Regions from separate parts of the Hordeum vulgare genome. Here region 1 is linked to region 2. The links are chromatin contacts, called in public Hi-C maps. All regions are on one chromosome and are shown on one strand. Each heading gives the region's core, a stretch centred on a gene start, on an enhancer-like site or on the middle of the called end of the contact. The rest is flanking DNA. Distances are from core to core; before and after follow the strand shown. Region 1 holds the start of LOC123426588 (glycerophosphodiester phosphodiesterase GDPD6-like). Region 2 holds the start of LOC123426578 (arabinogalactan protein 16-like).

What was found. A called contact is a pair of places that touch in the nucleus more often than the background predicts.
Region 1: a contact with region 2 is called in a Hi-C map of seedling, with 4 times the contacts expected there. The contact joins the promoter of LOC123426588 here to the promoter of LOC123426578 in region 2. A contact is called at or near these places in 4 of 6 Hi-C or Micro-C datasets (leaf and seedling).

Annotation. Positions count from the first base shown.
Region 1 is chr1H:112,835,440-112,840,057 of MorexV3_pseudomolecules_assembly, forward strand. LOC123426588 (glycerophosphodiester phosphodiesterase GDPD6-like) reads left to right here and starts at 1,884. Exons shown (of 9, transcript XM_045110449.1): 1 at 1,884-1,905; 2 at 1,988-2,128; 3 at 2,361-2,548; 4 at 2,915-3,098; 5 at 3,204-3,278; 6 at 3,480-3,589; 7 at 3,714-3,932; 8 at 4,022-4,177; 9 at 4,262-4,618. The coding sequence starts at 1,899. The coding sequence ends at 4,465.
Region 2 is chr1H:111,999,287-112,004,135 of MorexV3_pseudomolecules_assembly, forward strand. It overlaps LOC123426578 (arabinogalactan protein 16-like), which reads left to right and starts at 2,645. Exons shown (of 2, transcript XM_045110442.1): 1 at 2,645-2,842; 2 at 2,932-3,170. The coding sequence starts at 2,734. The coding sequence ends at 3,038. LOC123426559 (DNA-directed RNA polymerases II, IV and V subunit 11-like) reads left to right here. Exons shown (of 7, transcript XM_045110418.1): 7 at 1,501-1,838. The coding sequence ends at 1,542.

The DNA of each region.
Region 1 (4,618 bases), core at 634-3,133, 840 kb after region 2:
TTTATGAACCCTTCGGAGAGTGACGCCAGGATGATTAAGCTGATTCTCACCTGCTTCGGGACAGCCACCGGTCTTTTCACCAATGCGTCCAAAAGCTGGCTCTTCCGATTCGCTGTGGTGCCTTGGACCTCACACGCATACTGTCCCATCTTGGGTTCCCCATCAAGGCATTCCATGTGGTCTATCTTGGAATGCCTCTGTCACTTTGCAACCTCACCAAGTTAGAACTGGACCCGTTGGTTTCTAAATTCGGGAACAAAGCGGGCACTTGGAAGGGCACGCTAATGGCGAAGAGTGGAAGACTGGTTCTGCTTAAAACAGGTATGTTCTCTCTTGCAATTTACATGATGAGAATCCACAAACTACCTGCCTGGGTGGTAAAGCGTTTGACCGAAATCTGTCGCTCCTGGCTATGGAGTGGGGACACGGCATGCACTGGGGGGACTGCAGAGTTGCATGGAACGTGGTCTGTAGGCCGAAGCGCCTAGGTGGCCTTGGTGTACTTGATCTAGCTAAATTTGGCAGGGCTCTCAGGCTACGTTGGCTATGGATGGCTTGGAAGCACTCGGAGCGACCTTGGGTAAATTCAGCATTGCCATGCTCAAGCGAGGAGAAGGAGCTCTTTGCGATGGCAACGAAAATTACAGTGGGAGATGGCAGAGCCACAAACTTTTGGCAAGACCGCTGGCTTGAGGGATGCAGCCCTAAGGTGATCGCCCCAGCCCTCTTTAGGATTGCAGCAAGGAAAAACCGCACCGTTTGGGAAGCCTTAAAGGATGACACATGGCTTCAAGACTTGTCTCAAGGGCTGATGCATGACATGCTCGATGAGCTTTCAAAGCTGGCATGTAGGCTGGATCGAGTGGTGCTTCACGAGGGCCACACTGGCACAATTACCTGGAGATTCTCCCAGGACAAGGCGTACAGTGCGCGTTCGGCGTACAACATTCAGTTTGAGGGTTCAATTCAAATGGCTGGGTACAATCTGATCTGGCGTGGATGGGCCCCAGGAAAATGCAGGTTTCTAGTCTGGACGATCATGCTCGATAGGATTCTGACGGCAGATGCTCTTCTGCGTCACGGATGGGAAAATGATTACTTCTGCCCGCTTTGTGTTCGGAACTTAAAAACTCCGTCACACCTATTCCTTGACTGCCCATGGTCAAGGAATGTTTGGAACACCATCGCCTCATTGACAGGCATGCCTTCCCTCTGCCCCGCATCATGGGAGGGAGAGTCCAAGTTCGAAGTTTTGTTTGAGGGTAGGTACGTGGTCACTCCCAAGGATAGGAAAAAGGGGTTGCTATCTCTTGTGCACTTGATCACGTGGGAGATTTGGCGAGAGAGGAATATGAGAGTCTTCCAGCATGAACTCATGACTGCGGAAGGCTTCGAGCGCAAGATTAAAGATGAGATTAGGCTTTGGAACATGGCGGGAACAAGGATCCCTTTTGATCCAGGCTGAAATCGCTCGGTTGTATTTTAGCCTTCTTGCCTTCTTTCTACTTCCCTTTTCTCCTTTGCCTCTGTTTTTTCGTCCATCCTCGGACGGGCCTCTTGTACTTTGTTTCCCCCTAATCAAGGAATTTGGCATGCGCTGCCAACATTCAAAAAAAAAAGGGACGGATGGCCATACCGTATTGGCAAAAAAAAAAAAGTCCATACCCAGCAGCTTCCTCATAGGATGCGGCCCTATGCAACTAGTGAACCCAGCGGCTTTCATTGACTTGAAATCGTTGACTGACTGACAGCAAACATGTGGACACCCTTGCAACCCTGCTGTACGGGGCGACGGACGAGTTGACGACGACTCCGCGATAGGTACGGGACAGCCGGACACACAATTCCAGCTCCAATCGACTTCATCTCCTTGCGAAAATCAAAGAAGCACCAGAAAAATGCAGGGTGGAAGCTCACACCATGTCCAAATCCAAATCCCAATAGCCTCGCCACTTACAAGACTTTTTTGTTTGCGTCGCTCTCGAAGGAATATTCCGTGCCAGGCCGCCGCTTCTTAAAGGCTTCTCTGGCTTCGACTCCGACTCCGATAGGTGGTGGTGGAGGCTTTCTCTGATAGGAGGAGAAGGAACCAAGGAGGGAGGCATCAGAAGCGCCATGGATTGCCTCTGTAAGTACCACACCATGGCTTCCCGTTTCTCTCTCTATCTCTCTCAATAATGCATAGATTTGATGTAAGTTAGTGCCGATGTATGTTTGTCCCCCACATAATCTCGACTTCATCTGAACTTGATCTCCGAGTACAACAATTTCATATGGCAAAGATTGATTCTGTATCAAATTGGTTCGTCAGAATCTTGAGTAGTTTCAAGATCCTGTAAACTGAATGCATTCTCTGACAGGGCACGCCTCCGTCATTGCCCTTGTACTCCTATTCCTTGGAGGATCAGATGCCAACCCAGCTGCCCGTCGCCACGGTCAGCTGGATGTAAACCACAAGAAGCAGCCACTACAGACATCCAGACCTTACAACATTGCCCACAGGGGTTCCAATGGCGAAATACCCGAAGAGACATCTGCGGCATACTTGGTAGCCACTAATTTACTCCTCAATTACTTGCCCTTTCTTCTATGTTCTAGTATAAGATTCAGATGGTAGTATATTTTAGTACCACGTCAAATTCAACTGTATCAAGTATTGAACCTAACAGTCTTCAGTACCCGAGAAGACTTACAGAATAAATTTAGGACAGCACATTCACATGCCCACCCATGATGAAAGGAGGTGTATGCTGAAGAATATCCCAAAGATTATGCCATGTCCGGATTGTTAGCCTGTTTTTTGTACTGATGGAGATTCTCTGAAGACTGAAATCCAATATCTTAATGCAAACCTGTTTTTTTTTTTTTTTTTTTGAAACCAAACCTGAATATATTTGTGCATTGTTTATGGCAGAGGGCTATCGAGGAAGGTGCAGACTTCATAGAGACTGATATACTTGCATCAAAGGACGGGCATCTCATATGTTTTCATGATGTAACACTGGAAAACACGACCGACATCGGCAACCGTACTGAGTTCGCTGCCCGGAAGAGAACCTATGAAGTCCAGGGAGCGAATATGACTGGGTGGTTTGTCGGTATACGAAACTGTGTCTCGATCTTCTTCTGTAGCTAACTTGCTATTTATAACATTTTTTTGCTGTGAATCTACTTTTGACTTTTGGAGTTTTTCTTGCTTCCAGTGGATTTTACACTAAGAGAACTGAAATCACTGAGGGTGAAACAGCGCTATGATTTCAGGGATCAACAGTATAATTGTATAACTTTTGTCTTCTCTATCTCTCGCTTTTCCATATCGCATTCTGCTTTCTTAAATACTTCTCACATGTCATCACTAATGAAACAAAATATAGTATTATTCGGATGCCTTGATCTTTGTTAATTGCTATTTAAATGTCCTTATAACTATATAGTCCTTTTTTTTCAACTGCTAATAGTGTTCTCCTACTATATTGCAGGGAAGTACGATATTCTTACATTTGATGAGTTTATCTTGATTGCACTTCATGCTGACAGGGTGGTCGGAGTATATCCAGAGATAAAGAGTCCTATTTTCATCAACCAGCATGTAGGTGATTTCAACCTGACCAACTCCTGAGAACACTTTGTTTACTTATAAGAAATGAACAAACTTTAATGTCTACTGATTTCTTGAATATTTTTCAAAATATGACTATTGAGTAAACATGTAGGTCAAGTGGTCAGGTGGCAAGAAGTTTGAGGACAAGTTTGTCGAGACGCTTCTCAAGTATGGCTACAAAGGCAAATACATGTCCGAAGATTGGCTCAAGAAGCCGTTATTCATCCAATCATTTGCTCCAACTTCACTAATTTACATCTCAAACATGACAAATGCTCCAAAACTGCTTCTAATAGATGAAACCACAGTTCCAACTCAAGATACCAACCAGGTAAGATCAGCAGTAAGCGCTACTTTTCTATCCTACCAAGTTCATCACCCGAAAACTCTTAGTTTTCAAAGATCATTTCTAACCTGCAGTCATACTATGAGATAACTTCGAACGATTATCTCACGTTCATAAGGAAGTACGTAATTGGGATTGGGCCATGGAAGGATACAATCATTCCCCCCGAGAATAACCATTTAGGCCCTGCAACCGATCTCGTGGCACGGGCACATGCTCTGAATCTTCAGGTGAGCAACACATTTCTCTCTCTTATACATGTACATTTACATATACGTATGACAGTACCATGCTGAATCATGATGGCGTTGTAGGTGCATCCATACACATTCAGAAATGAGAACAAATTCTTGCATTTCAACTTCCATCAAGACCCTTATGCTGAATATGAGTACTGGGTCAGAGAGATCGGAGTCGACGCGCTGTTCACCGATTTCACCGGCAGCTTGCACAAGTACCAGGAGTGGACAACTCCACACCAAAAGAAGGAAAAGAAATGCAGAGGAACTCCTGCATGAGATCGCCAACACTCTGAATGTTGATGCTCACTAAACCTTAGGCTGCCAAGTCTGTATACCTCCTCCCTTTTGGAGCTATTTCATTATTGTTAGTACGGAGAAAATGAACCGGTTAATACTAGTACTATTCTATGTAATTGCTTCCTAGAAATC
Region 2 (4,849 bases), core at 1,395-3,894:
TTTTCCTACAAGCTTATTGAAAGTATATTCACATATTAGCTTTGACTGAAGTCAAACTTTATAAAGTTTGACCAAGTTTGTAGAAAATAAAATGAACATTTACAATAACAAATTTATATGATGTGAAAATATATGCAGTGATGCATCCAATGATATAGATTTGGTGGTGTATATGTTAATATATTTTCCTACAAGCTTATTGAAAGTATATAAAGTTTGACTTTAGACAAACCTAATATACAGAACTATCATGTACTACTTATGAACTAGGCATGTCAGAATTATTGACAATTGCATCTGTAGAAGATTACCAATTCATTCATTGCTAGCGCTATATTTTCTTCTTTTGTGATAAGAACAACAGGCCACCTTCTAACTCCATTAGTATAATTTCAAGTATATGTTATGGCTGAAGTTGCATCTTTAGTTTGCACACATAGAACTTGTTATGCTATTTCTTGGAGCTGCATCTTCCTTTCCATAAACATTAGTATCATTTTTAGCTTCCCAGGCTGCTTAACCTTTTCTGAATTAGTGTTTTGCTAAATAGAGGCAATTTTTTTCTGTTTGCGTGCGATGGTACTACCTTCCTGTTTTTTTTAATGGTGATAAAACAAGGAATAAGACATATAATGGAAACTTTCTTAAATTACTGTTAGTTTTATAGAACTGTGTCATTCTGAAGGCTTTGAATCTGGAAAAATGTCTGTCTTGAGGTCTTTAATAGTTTCTGACTTGGCCATTCCTTTTTCGATCTAAACAGTGGTGTCTTTAATAGTTTAGTCACGATTGATGACTTCATGTTGTGTGACACTAAGGATAGTAGACTACATGTGATTTGCTCCTTTTATTTGTATCTTCAGCCTAGTTTGCATCGTTAATAGACTATATATGTTTCTACTGCCAAGCAAAACTTCAGATGATAAATCTCTCGTATCTCACTTGTCAACCATTTCAAAGATAGAAATAATGGGCCACATATAATTGAACTGCAAGGACTGCCTAATTCAATTGCACAGGGTGCTCTGCCGCCGTAGTTCATTCCCAGTGCACCTTCTCTTTGTCAGTGGAAGAATGGATAGACCTTTCAAATCACATGACATGTCTCCATATTCCTTAGATTGAATCCATGGATTTGGGCTCAGAAATTCCTTATGTTGCCAACGCCAGGAGTTAAGAAGATGTTTGTTAAGACTGTGTTCGGCACTCCTCCACCAGGGAGCGGAGCGCGGAGCACCCTATTAGCTACTCCCTAAATTACAACTGCACGGCGCTCCGGAGCTGCAGAGCGGAGGGAGTCCGAACAGGCTCTAAATATGATGCTGTGCTTGACATCTCTCGGGTTTCTTGTTAGTTATATTAGACTACCAGTGCCAGCACAGTGTCAGCCATCCTCCAAATCGATCTGGATATGGTCGTTCCAGTTGAATTAATTTCTGCGGATGTATATGAAGACATGGCGAGAATATGACACTGACCTTTTGAGATTTTTGTTTACAGGACGAGAAGACGCGATTCGAAAGTATGAAGCAGGGCTACTAGGCTGGTTGTGTTGGATGCGAATTAACGTGAAACCTTCCTTGCTAGTCGATGAGTCTCTGAACTCCTAGAATGGCACGTGCGACCGGGATTGTGTAAGATTGTACGGTCGTTAAACATGTGTTGGCACTTGATACACCTGCTAGTTGAATTGCTCGCTCTTGTGAGGTTGGATAGTGAGACTATGGCACGTGCGAGATGGGGTGATCTTTACAAAACTGCGTGGATTCTCACATGTGATCATGGAAACCGACTGCTTGGAGATTGTAAATCTCTATAAAATTCGTCACTATAGCTTATCTGTGATGGCACCTTTACTATTAGAGATGAGAGAGCTAGTTTCCTCTTTTTCTTTTTTTGATATTCAACATGTAAATCGGTCATCCAATGTATCGGTCCATCTTTGTGCTAAGTTTGCTTGCACGCTGACCACCGAAAATTGGACTGACTCGAGACCATCTTTTCTGCTCACCAGCCTCTTGGCTAATGATGCCAGGAGTTCTTTTGTTGAATAAAGCTCTCTGATTGGAACAAAAAAAAAAAAAGGTACAGACCGAGTTTGGAGGGAGTCCTTGGATCATTTCGCACTGCGTGAATTTTATGAAGATGTATTGTAACTTGGCTTAACAGACTGTTCGTCTTGTGGTCGGACTTTGTTTGCTCTGCGACCCCAGCGCAGGCGTGAGCAACGGCCGCTGGGGCGAAAATGTCTGCTTAGCCTGGATCACGAAAACTGTTGATTTGATTTTCGTACTTTTGTACTCCAGCTGCAAGTACACGCTAGCAATATAATGCGCATTAATCAAAACTTGAACTCTATCGGTGAATCTGATTCGGCGTCTCGTCCAACCAAACCAGTAAACAAACGGGAATGTCTTTGCGGCCAGATGATTGCGAGCACAAAGGAACACACAGCCAGCCAATCTCAATCCAGGATCCAGACTGTAAAGACGTTAAAAGAAATTCGGCAACGGTCGTCCATGTGAGCGGGCCCCGGCGCTGGCGCAAGACGCCATCGCGATCCCAGCGAGGTCCAGCCAATTCCAGGAGAGGGGAAGAGAGCCGTTATATAATCAATCAATTATCAAGGGAGGTTATATAATGGCACAAGAAGCGGCAGAACGTGAGGACAAGGCAGAGAGCCCAGGAGAGGGATAGAGGGCATCTGTTCATCCAAGATACGCCGCGGCTGGCATGGCGAGAACCCTCTTTGGTTTTGTCGCCGCCGCCGTGCTCCTCCTCGCCGTCCTCATGCCGGCCCTCGCCGCCGCGCAGGCCCCCGCACCGGCGCCCACCAGCGACGGTGAGCCATCAGACTGTGGCGTCTTCCCTTCTGAGTTGCTTCTTTCCTTGTAAATTTCTTCTCACTTGTTTTCTTGCCAATACGTGCAGCGTCTTCGATCGACCAGGGCGTCGCCTACCTTCTGATGATCGTGGCGCTGGTGCTCACCTACCTCATCCACCCGTTGGACGCCTCCTCCCGTTACAAGCTCTTCTGAGCCTGTCTATGCGCAGAGGGTTCTCATTCTTTTGTTCATCTTTCTCTTGTTCGTTGATCGATAAGCTAGTGGATTCTTGAGAGATTCGTTGTGTGAGATTCGATTTGGATTCATTAATTTGTTGTTCTTGTACTCTAGTGGATTCGCACGCGCGCGTGCATATTTTTGTTTCACCATGTGCATGTTGTTCCAATGCTTTCTCAGGTCTGTCGTCACTAGTTATGCGTATATTAGTCATTAATCCGTGTCACAGCACGGGCTGGCAATTCATGAAGTATGCAATTCCATAGAAGAATGGAAATATAGGTAGAAAATTTGAAGAATATTTTTTAAAATGGTTAACATTTAAATATGTAGCAGTTATTCTGGTCATCCATGGGCCAAAAAAAGGGAATTACATTCTTTCAATTTGGTTCTAATTAGGGGGTATTAACTGAACTGGAGGAATGACGATGTAGGTCATATGAACAATACTTGGCTCTTGGCGACTATAGAATATGGAAAATATATCCTTCTCTTGGAACAAAATTAGAACTTATGTTGAAGAACCATGCTGGACATGAGTGGTACAAATGCAAACTTTAAAAAAGTGGTTTTCAGTGTAAATAAATGAATTATTACAGTAAAAAAAAATCAAACTTTTACTGCTAATTGATTAAAATATCTTTATACTGGCAAGATGATGATAATACTAGTAGATTTCATTAACACGCGCCTTCGCTAATTCTGTTGACGAACCATGTAAATATAAAAAATTCGTGTGTCAATGTGAACTGAAAATTGTGATGTTGAATTTGCATGTTTGGTACAATCAAATATATACATCTATCACTCATAAATAGATGACTTCCTAAAATGTGCATTTAAACCTTTTCAAACTTTCAGTACTGATTGGTAGAAATATGCTTATTTTGATGAGATGAAAAATTGGTAGAAATATGTTTATTTTGATGAGATGAAAAATATTATCATGTGGGGATCCCGATCCTAAGTCACAGAGATCTAGCATGTAACACCTCATATGGTTTTATGGCCTCACGCACGGTACACAACGGCTGCCACCACAGAACCCGGGTGGACATGACTAGTTATAAACCCAAGTGACACAACCGTACATGAGCAAACATACATAACCCAACAATGCAGGTGTCGGTCATCAACGTGTGTAGACAAGTCGTAGCAAGCTATACAGACTCCATTACACCGCATGCCATTTCCCTCTAGGGACAAACACAACAACAAAGAAGGATACATGTCGGTCAATCAATGTGTCCGGAGCAATAGCAAGTTACCATGGCTCGGTGGAAGCACAAAGAGCCATTTCCCTGTAAAAAAAGACTACCATAGGCACACAACTAGGTGTCGAATCCCCACACATACCAATGCATTTCAGACATACACACAATATGCATGGTATGTGTAGATACAACACGGCATCACAACTTAACTCTACAATACAACATTTATTTAGAAGGCTCCGAAGAGCCAACATAGTATAATGTTAGAAGAAGGGGTCACGAGACCCAACATTGAGAGCATACAAACAGCAAGTGGAAGTTACATGTCTGGATACAGTCATCTACTAAAAACAGCTGGAGGAGTCTGAAAAGCTACACCGACCCTACCAAAGAAGCCACGCTACTATCTCGGTTCCCAAGCTAATCGTCGATGTAAATAAGCAACAATGAGTATGAAGGTACTCAACAAGACTTACATCAGAACTATCTACATATGCATCATGTATCATTGAACGGGGTTGTGGGGTTTACTACAGAAATGCCAGCTTTGACCTTTGGCTAACCTAAACTACA